Linked DNA regions of Mus musculus: region 1 is linked to region 2. A link is a contact called in public promoter capture Hi-C data. All regions are on one chromosome and are shown on one strand. The core of a region is the stretch at or near the end of the contact, and the rest is flanking DNA. Distances in the headings are between cores, read along the strand shown. Region 1 holds the start of Lrrc40 (leucine rich repeat containing 40). Region 2 holds the start of Cenpe (centromere protein E).

Evidence for each region. Promoter capture Hi-C pulls out the DNA fragments that hold promoters and counts their contacts.
Region 1: a contact with region 2 is called in a promoter capture Hi-C map of pre-B cells, with 4 times the contacts expected there. The contact joins the promoter of Lrrc40 here to the promoter of Cenpe in region 2. A contact is called at or near these places in 1 of 39 promoter capture datasets (pre-B cells) and 1 of 484 Hi-C or Micro-C datasets (CD4 T cells).

What each region holds. Positions count from the first base shown.
Region 1 is chr3:158,034,386-158,038,240 of GRCm38.p6, reverse strand. It overlaps Lrrc40 (leucine rich repeat containing 40), which reads right to left and starts at 1,559. Exons shown (of 15, transcript NM_024194.6): 1 at 1,365-1,559. The coding sequence starts at 1,515. It overlaps Srsf11 (serine and arginine-rich splicing factor 11), which reads left to right and starts at 1,635. Exons shown (of 13, transcript NM_001379531.1): 1 at 1,635-1,725. The coding sequence starts at 1,636.
Region 2 is chr3:135,210,411-135,214,672 of GRCm38.p6, reverse strand. Cenpe (centromere protein E) reads right to left here and starts at 2,110. Exons shown (of 46, transcript NM_173762.4): 1 at 1,959-2,110. The coding sequence starts at 2,014.

The DNA of each region.
Region 1 (3,855 bases), core at 310-2,809, about 23 Mb before region 2:
ATACCAGTCTGAATACTCTCCCAAAATTGCCTCTGCCAAACGAACCAGTATATCTGTCTTCTCTCAGGTACTCAGGACATGGGTAGAAAGAAGGAAGCCATTTCTTGGCCACAATATAATCCAAATGGCAGCTAACCCAGTTCCCACCACAGTCCTTGTTGCCCTGTAAAACTTCAAAAGTCAGGCTTCCAATGTCTACATTTCTGTCAGCATTCTTATTTTCCAACTTCCCATAACAACAAAACAAACCAAAACACAGTCCATTATGCTCTGCCCATAACATTCAGCTTTTTTCCTAGACCTACATTCCAGAGCCTTCCACATTCTAGCCATATAAAATAGTTCAAATATCCTAGGAACCATGTAGTCAGATTTATCCACTTTCTGGGTACCAATTTCTATTCTACTCTTCTTTCCAGACGCTGTGGTAAAATACCATAACAAAGAACCTTAGAGAAAAAGTTTATTTTAGCTCATAATTTCATTTGCAGGCCATCAGTCAAGATGGCAGGAACTTGGAACAGCTACTCACAACACAACTACAATCAAGAGCAGAGGGAGAAATGAATTAAGGCACGCACACTTTTTTATACGACTCAACCTTTGGATTCAAGACCCAACTTAGGGAATGGCACAACCCACAGTGGGCTAGATCTTCCTACATCAATTATCAATCAAGACAGGTCTTCATAGACGTTCTTCATAGAGAACATGATCTAAATAATCCCTCATTGATTGTGTCAACTTGACACAAGTAATCATCACATTCAGTAAGCATACACATAATGTCTTTACTTAGTCAACCTTACAGATACATAAGTACATTATTAGAAGTGGAAGATTTTAATCAATGCAAGTAGAAAAAAATATTACAGAAAGAATGCTTCACTTCTCAATCCTCTCTTTGTCTCTGTCCTCTCCTACCAAACACATACACTACAAAGGTATTTATTTATACTTAGTAATATGTAGATTTGTGCTTGTTGATCATTCATAGGTTTCTCAGGATGTTCTCAAATTCATATACTCCGCAGCATTTACTCTGAATTAGTACTTAGGATAAGGAGTATGTTTGTCATTGGGATTTTCCTCAAGTGGAAGAAAAAAAAAGGCTAGGCTTGAAAGAAAATTATTCTAAGCTCACAGAGGGGAGCTGGTAAAACGAAAATAAGAGGAAGGCGAATCAAATACCTGCCTATCCTCTATCTCACAGCGAATTTACTCCCAAACTACGATGTTTATCCCGTATTCTGTGGACATCTCAGTGAACACTTCGAGTAAGTCAAGGCCAGTCTTAGCAGGGCCACGGAGCAGGCGCGGGTGGGTGCACAGGGGACCAAGAGGATGTTCGCGCGCTGCCTCACCTTCCCCGAGGTTCCTTCCCGCCAAGTTGAGTTGGCCGCTGCTTCTCGCTGCCTTCAGCAGGCCCTGGGGAACAGAGGGGCCTCTGTCCTTGCCCTCCGCGTGGAATCCCGCACGAGGGTCAAACCTAGGGGCTCTCAGCTGGCGCGACATATTCAAAAGCTCACACCGGAAGCCCCGACCACGGCTGTGACGTTTCAAGGTGCCATGGCTGGATAACCCCGCCCCTTCCGCCTCACAGTAATCCGGGCCTTGCCCTAGCTGCGCGCGCTGATGTCGTCACCGCCAGCTCCCGGGACCGCAGGACCGACGAGCCCTTCCGTTGCCCTCACCAACCTCGCCCTCAGGAGAAACTTCTTTCGGGTAAGTGCGTCTAACGGGCTGAGAGGTCCTCGTGGGGGGAACATGGGCTCCCTAGACAGCGCGGTCGGGCATGGCTGCGCTACCCAACGTCGCATCAGAACGTGGCGGCGTCGAAACCTGAGGCGCGGCCTGTGGCCCTGGGCGCCAGGCCTGGGGATCGCTGAGTTCAGTGCGGTGATCGAATTGATCCCGGAGAACAGGATGGCGAGTGACACGAAGCTTGGCCCTTAAGCTTAAGTACCCACCTGACAGCTAAAAGCTGTGGTGAAGGGCTCGGACTTCGAATCCTGCTCGCTTACAGACTAACTTATGCAGTTGGTCCCACGCTTACGAAGCTCATTTTTCACTGATTTACCGATAATCCAGTCTTAAGAAGTTTTAAAAATAACTTCGGATAATGAAAATGTAAATACTGACCTGGCATGGTGGCGCACGTCTTTAATCACAGCACTAGATTAGGCAGAGTCAAATGGATCTCTTGAATTGGAGGTCAGCCAGGTCTACACAGCGAGTCCAGGACAGCCAGAGCAACAGAGAAACAGTCTCAAAAAAGAAAAAAGGAAAAAAAAAAGAAGAAGAAAGAAAGAAAGCAAAGAAAATTTAAATGCGTAGTTTTGTTGTAAATACAAAAAAGAAAATTTTATTTAATAAGTAGCGATTTCCTGCTTAGTTTTTCCTGGAGTTTACAAAGTATTGATATATTTTCCCAAACGAAGAAGTAGCCCTCAACTATCCAGGGCTGGGGATATAATTCCCTAACGTGGGCAGGGCCGTGAATCCTGTGTCCAGCGCAGACCAAATTCTTTGACTGAAATTGATTTTCTATTACATTCCTCTTTAAGTTTAGTGTTTCTTTTTGCACACGTGAATAGGGTTTCACGTGCCCTGGTGCCTCAGGAGGTTAGAGAACAACTTGAGGGAGTGGGTTTTTTTTTCCACCAACCTGCAGAGCCATCTCACCAGTATGAAATGGTTATGAGTCTGGGGGATGTTTAGAGATTCACTAGAATGCAGCGCCCAGCCACCTCAGTCGGGTTTATAAAGGCAAAGAATGCAAAATTACAATGTGTTTATGTTCAAGCAGAACAAATTTATTTACAGGAACATCAGTTAAAAATATATATCCTTAGCAGTCCTTAACATAGGAGGTCTAATTTTGCCTAACTACAGAGATTTTTAACTTTTAAACATAGTTAGCCATCAACATGTCAGCCATCACAGAAATGAGTTTTTAAATTAATTTGTTTTCTGTGTATTTATGTTTGTGTTTTTTTGCTCTAAGAAAATATCAGATCCTTTGCAACTGTGGTTATGCAATGATTGTGAGCCGCCTGCCATGTGGGTGCCTGGATCAAACTTTGGTGCTCTGAAAAAACCTTAAGTGCTTCTAAACACTGAGCCATCTTTCCAGCCCCGATTTTCTCCCCTTCTTTTAAATGTAAAGAACATATGCAGGGAGAAGGCTGCATAACTCTTTTGTCATCCTAATGAGAAAAACAGTATTAGTTGAAAAGTAGATTTGGTGTGGTCTGACCATACTGTATCACATGCAGTTTCTTCACCCAAATGTATTTTAGAGTTTTGTTGTGTTTTGTTTTAGAGTCTACAGAATCTATGTAGCCCTACCTAGCCTGGAACTCACTATGTAGATCACACTGGACTCCAACTTGAAATCCACCCTGCCTATCAAGTGCTAATATTAAAAATGAGTGCCACCACATCCAGCATATTTCTATATCAATAGGTATGAACTGGCATAAGGATTTGGCTAATACAAGTTCATAATATACTGTATGTTATACTCATATAGCATGTGAAAAATAAACAGGTTGTAGCCAAAATTATCTCTTGCATTTGAGAAAATTATCTATTTGTTGCTAATTGATAGAAACTGGAAGGTAATTCATGGATTGAGCTTGTTTATAAAATATATGAGGGTAGTCTTGACAACTAGTTCTTTATGGTAGTTGAATTACCTTAAGACTAATAATGCATTTAAAATGAAACATTTTTCAGTAGTGGCACTCAAAGTATTTGTGGGTTTTAAAATTAGACAATATGGGGACAATTGGAAGGCTCAGTTGTTAAAAGCACCTACTGAAGCCCGGCAGTGGTGGTGCACCCCTTTAA
Region 2 (4,262 bases), core at 861-3,360:
GTTTGGTTTGGTCTGGTTTGATTTATTTCTTAAAGATTATAATTCTTTTTTTCTGCAAACTGCCAGCTCTGAGAGAGTAGGGTGCAGTTTAGTGGCCACCACCTCCTCTGACATCTCACCTGCCCAGAAAAATGCAGAAGACCTAGGGTGCCTACCAAGCCCAGTGCCTTCCCCCTTTTTTTGAAATGTCAACTTCACAGCTGACTGAGCCTTGCAGAGGTGCAGAGTCATGACATCACCAGACAGTCCACATGCAGAGAGGGCTGGCAGTGTTCTGAGTGTGGCACAAAGACTGGAAAACTGAGAGCTACTGAGCTGGGGAAAGATCTTGTATTACCGGAGAACCTTGCAATACAAAGTTTCAAAAATCTGGGTAGTGGTGGCACACACTTTTAATTCCAGCACTAGGGAGGCAGAGGCAGGTGGATCTCTATGAATTGGAGGCTAGCCTGGTCTATGGAACTGAGTTCCTGGATAGCCAGGGCTACACAGTGAAACCCCATCTCAAAACACCTCCACCACCCAACCAAAACCGACCAACCGCCCCCCCCCCCAACCAAATAAACAAACAAAAATTAAAAAAAAAAACCCAAACCTCTTGCAAAATGAAGATTTAAGTAATATAATTTTATGTTTAACTATATTCATAACTATCTTTGTCTGCATAGGCTCTACTTCCTCTCTGAAATCTTTAAAAAAAACAAAAAAACTTCTGGAATCTTCCGGAATACTTGACATGCCCTAAATCCCCTGAACTATGTCACTAATCTCTTTCTGTTCTTTACTTTGAGACATTGTCTCACCTTGTTGGCCTGGAACTCACTAGGTAGCCCAGGCTGGTCTACAACTAAGATACACCTCCCTCTGTCTTCTGAGTGCTGGGGTTAAAGGCCTGTGCCACCATGACAGACACCACTAATCTCTTCAGTGCCACCTTCCTCTAAATTCCTATTCGTACCAAACACCACATCAGTCAAGCAATCTGGAAGTTGAATCTCTGTGATCTATCCATCAATGAACCACCTATTCTGTAGTGTTAGCGTTTTCCTGACACCAGGTACCCCATGTCTCTGAAGGCCCAGTGGCTCTTTCAACATTCTGCACAGTTTTGTTTTGTTTTTCTTTTTTTTTTCTGTGTATCGTTAACGGCTTATGTCTATAGATATACTGTTTTAGTTTGCTTTGTGCTGCTGTGATAAAATATCATGACCAAAAGCAACTTGGAGTGGAAAAGGTTTATATCAAAAGCAACTTGGAACGGAGAAGGTTTATATCAGCCTACACTTCCAGCCCCAGGGAAAGTCAGGGCAGGGTCGCAAGCAGGAGTGGAGGCAGAATTCATGAAGCACATTGTTTATTGTCTTGCTCTCTCTGGGTTTTGCCTACGTAGCTGTCTTACACAGCCTTGAGTTCCATGAGTAAGAATGGAACCACCCAGACTGGCCTAAGCACTGCCCATATCAACCAGGAACTAAGATTCCACCACAAGGACATGCCCACTGGCCAACTTCATCCAGGTAGTCCTCCAATGGAGACTCCCTTAGATATAGCTGGCTGTCAAGTCAACAGCTAATGCTAACTAGGAGCCAGCTTTTTCCCAAATTAGGGAAGGAACTTAAATGCAAGAAATAATCAATTTTGAGAATCTCGCCTATCGACCACCCGTTTAATACCAATTTCTCAAGCTTTAGCATCTCTAGCTGAAGGCCAGAAGCCAGCAAACCCAGTAGACTTCATCAACCCCCTCTTGTCTTTTCTTTCTGGCATTCCCGACCTTTTCCCACTACTGAACATTCACTGTCTCCGTCCATCAGGCGAGGACGGCAGTGTCCCCTGAGCAGAACTACGCGCAGTCGGACCGTGTTTTCGGGGAAACGGAGTCCTGCACCCGGGTGTCGGTGTGACTCGGGGCAGCGCGGGCTGGGACGCAGGTCCCCACGCCGCCCCAGGCCGCCTACCTGCTGTTGAGGGGTCGCACACGAACACAGACAGCCACTGAAGCCTCCTCGGCCATCCTGTCCGCTGCAGACTAAGGGAAACGAAGGAGAGCAACGGCGCCGACCGAGCTCCCGGGCCGCCCCGCCTTTAAGTTTAAAATGTCCTCAAGGTTGCAGCGGATTGGGTGGCGCAGCGTCATGACGTCACGGGACAGTCCAAGTGCTGCGGCGAGTGGGGGTTGCGGGGGGAAAGGCGGGGCGAGTCCATGGATGGGGAAGGCGGGGGAGACTCAGAGATCCCGGAACTGAGAGCCTCAGAACTCAGCTGGAGAGAAGTTTTGTGTTAGAGTCACGCCTGCAGAACAAAAGAATTATAATCTTAAAAAACAAACAAACAAGAACTCCAGACTAGACCAAACCAAAAAAAGCTTTCGTTTTGTTTTAAAGCCTCCAATGGGAACTCACTGCCCAGCCAGGAAAGGAAGATTTTCTTTTCTTTTGGAACTGCTTTGAGGCGTTGTTGTTTCTTTTCTTTAACTTTCATTTCTCTGGACGGTGAGTGTAAGAGCCTCATGTAAGGGAGAGAATCATTGACACCTGGGAAAATGTTGTGGGGACATGACAGTGCTGCACACTAGAGCATGGATTACCCGAGAAATCCCCAGTACTAGGCATGGAACACTTCTTTTCATGTTGGTTAGAGTAATCCAAGAGGCTCCCAAAATAATAAAGCTACGCCTTAGGGACGAGGCTTCTAGCTCAGAAACAGCTGGAATTTTCTAATTCCCGACAAGTCTGAAGTATGTGGTGTCTCCAGGCAACAATGACTTAACCTTCAGCCTCAGGGAGGCAACCAAGGACAATTTGGGGATGTCAGTTCTCTCCTACCACTAGGTTCTAGGGATTCAACTTTAGCTTGGCAGCCAGTGACTTTACTCACTGAGCTATCTTCCCTGCCCTGTTTTAACTTTTTTTTTTTTTTTTAAAGTGGGCAAATATATATTTAGCTGTAGGGAACAAACTTATGAAGGGGAAGAAATGTTATGTCATTAAAGGCTCAGAGGCAAGGAAGGGATTTTTTAGAGCAAGAGTATTATTTTCACAGCTGTGATTTTGTCACACTGTCTTTGCTAACATTATATAGCAGGCAGTATTTATTAAAGATTGACTGTATTCCACTATATGATCTATGCTGTTCATCAAGAGATAATTATTAGAAGGAAAAAGAGAGGGACTGAGAGGGTAGCAGAAGAGGTGAATTTGACAAAAGGACGTAATATTCAGGTATGAAAATGTCATAACAAAATGAAACGTCTTGTACAATTAATATACACTAATGAGAAAGAGATGGTGCTTGATGGTTCAAGGCCAATGGGGGCAGTTTAATCAGTCTCACAATAACTGAAAAGGGGGCCGGAGCTGGGGAATCCTGCATCATTCTGTTCAATTCCTAACAGTACAGAAAAAGAGATATTCATTGTGAAACTGTTTTATGTTGTGCTTTTTTTTTTCAAACCCAGATACCAATTGTTTGATTTTACCAAAGAAGCCTAGGGAGCCAGATGCTGGGTATAAAAGCCTGCTAGCTCAGAGAGTCAGAGGAAGCACCCCGCTGACCCTCCTCCTCAGCTGATGTTCCAAAAGGAAGCTCTCCTTCTCAAAAACCCCTCAATTTCCCTTCTATTTCCTGTGCGTCTCTCTATCCGTCCTCCTGACTTCCTCTTATTTTCCATTAATAGTCCTGTTCTAAGTAAATCCAAATGGCTGTGATCAAAGGTGTGTGCTAGGGCTGACCCACACCACAACTACAAACAGATGTTTTCCAGTAAATAACCCAATCTTGGGGTTCTCAGTGTGATCAAATGTCCTGCAACAATGTTGAATATTTTTCCAGGCTTAGAAAACAACAAGCATGACTACAGCAGAGTATATGTGGCTTCTTATTCTTTTAGAAGCGGTAGTAATACGCACAAGTATCTCTGTCTCTCCCAGGGTAGAGAGAACAAAAGACATTAGTGAGCATGAGAGCTTCTCATGAAAGGCACTCTTGTGGAAGAAGCAGGCAGTGCATAATAAATAGCAACATAACGATTGCATTCTTTAGAAATCATCTTTATTGATACGAAAGCGGAGGGAAAGTTCTCTGTTATAACTAAGGAACTGAAAGCTTGATACATTGGGATAGCTGCTAGTCAGAGCCATAGGGGTTTACTTAGAAGTTCACAAGAACAGAGGGGCTGCACTCAAACAAGTGGATATTCATTAGGTATCATAGTTTAAACTAGACTTTTTACTCCAAAGACACGATCTTAGCTAATGTTGTCA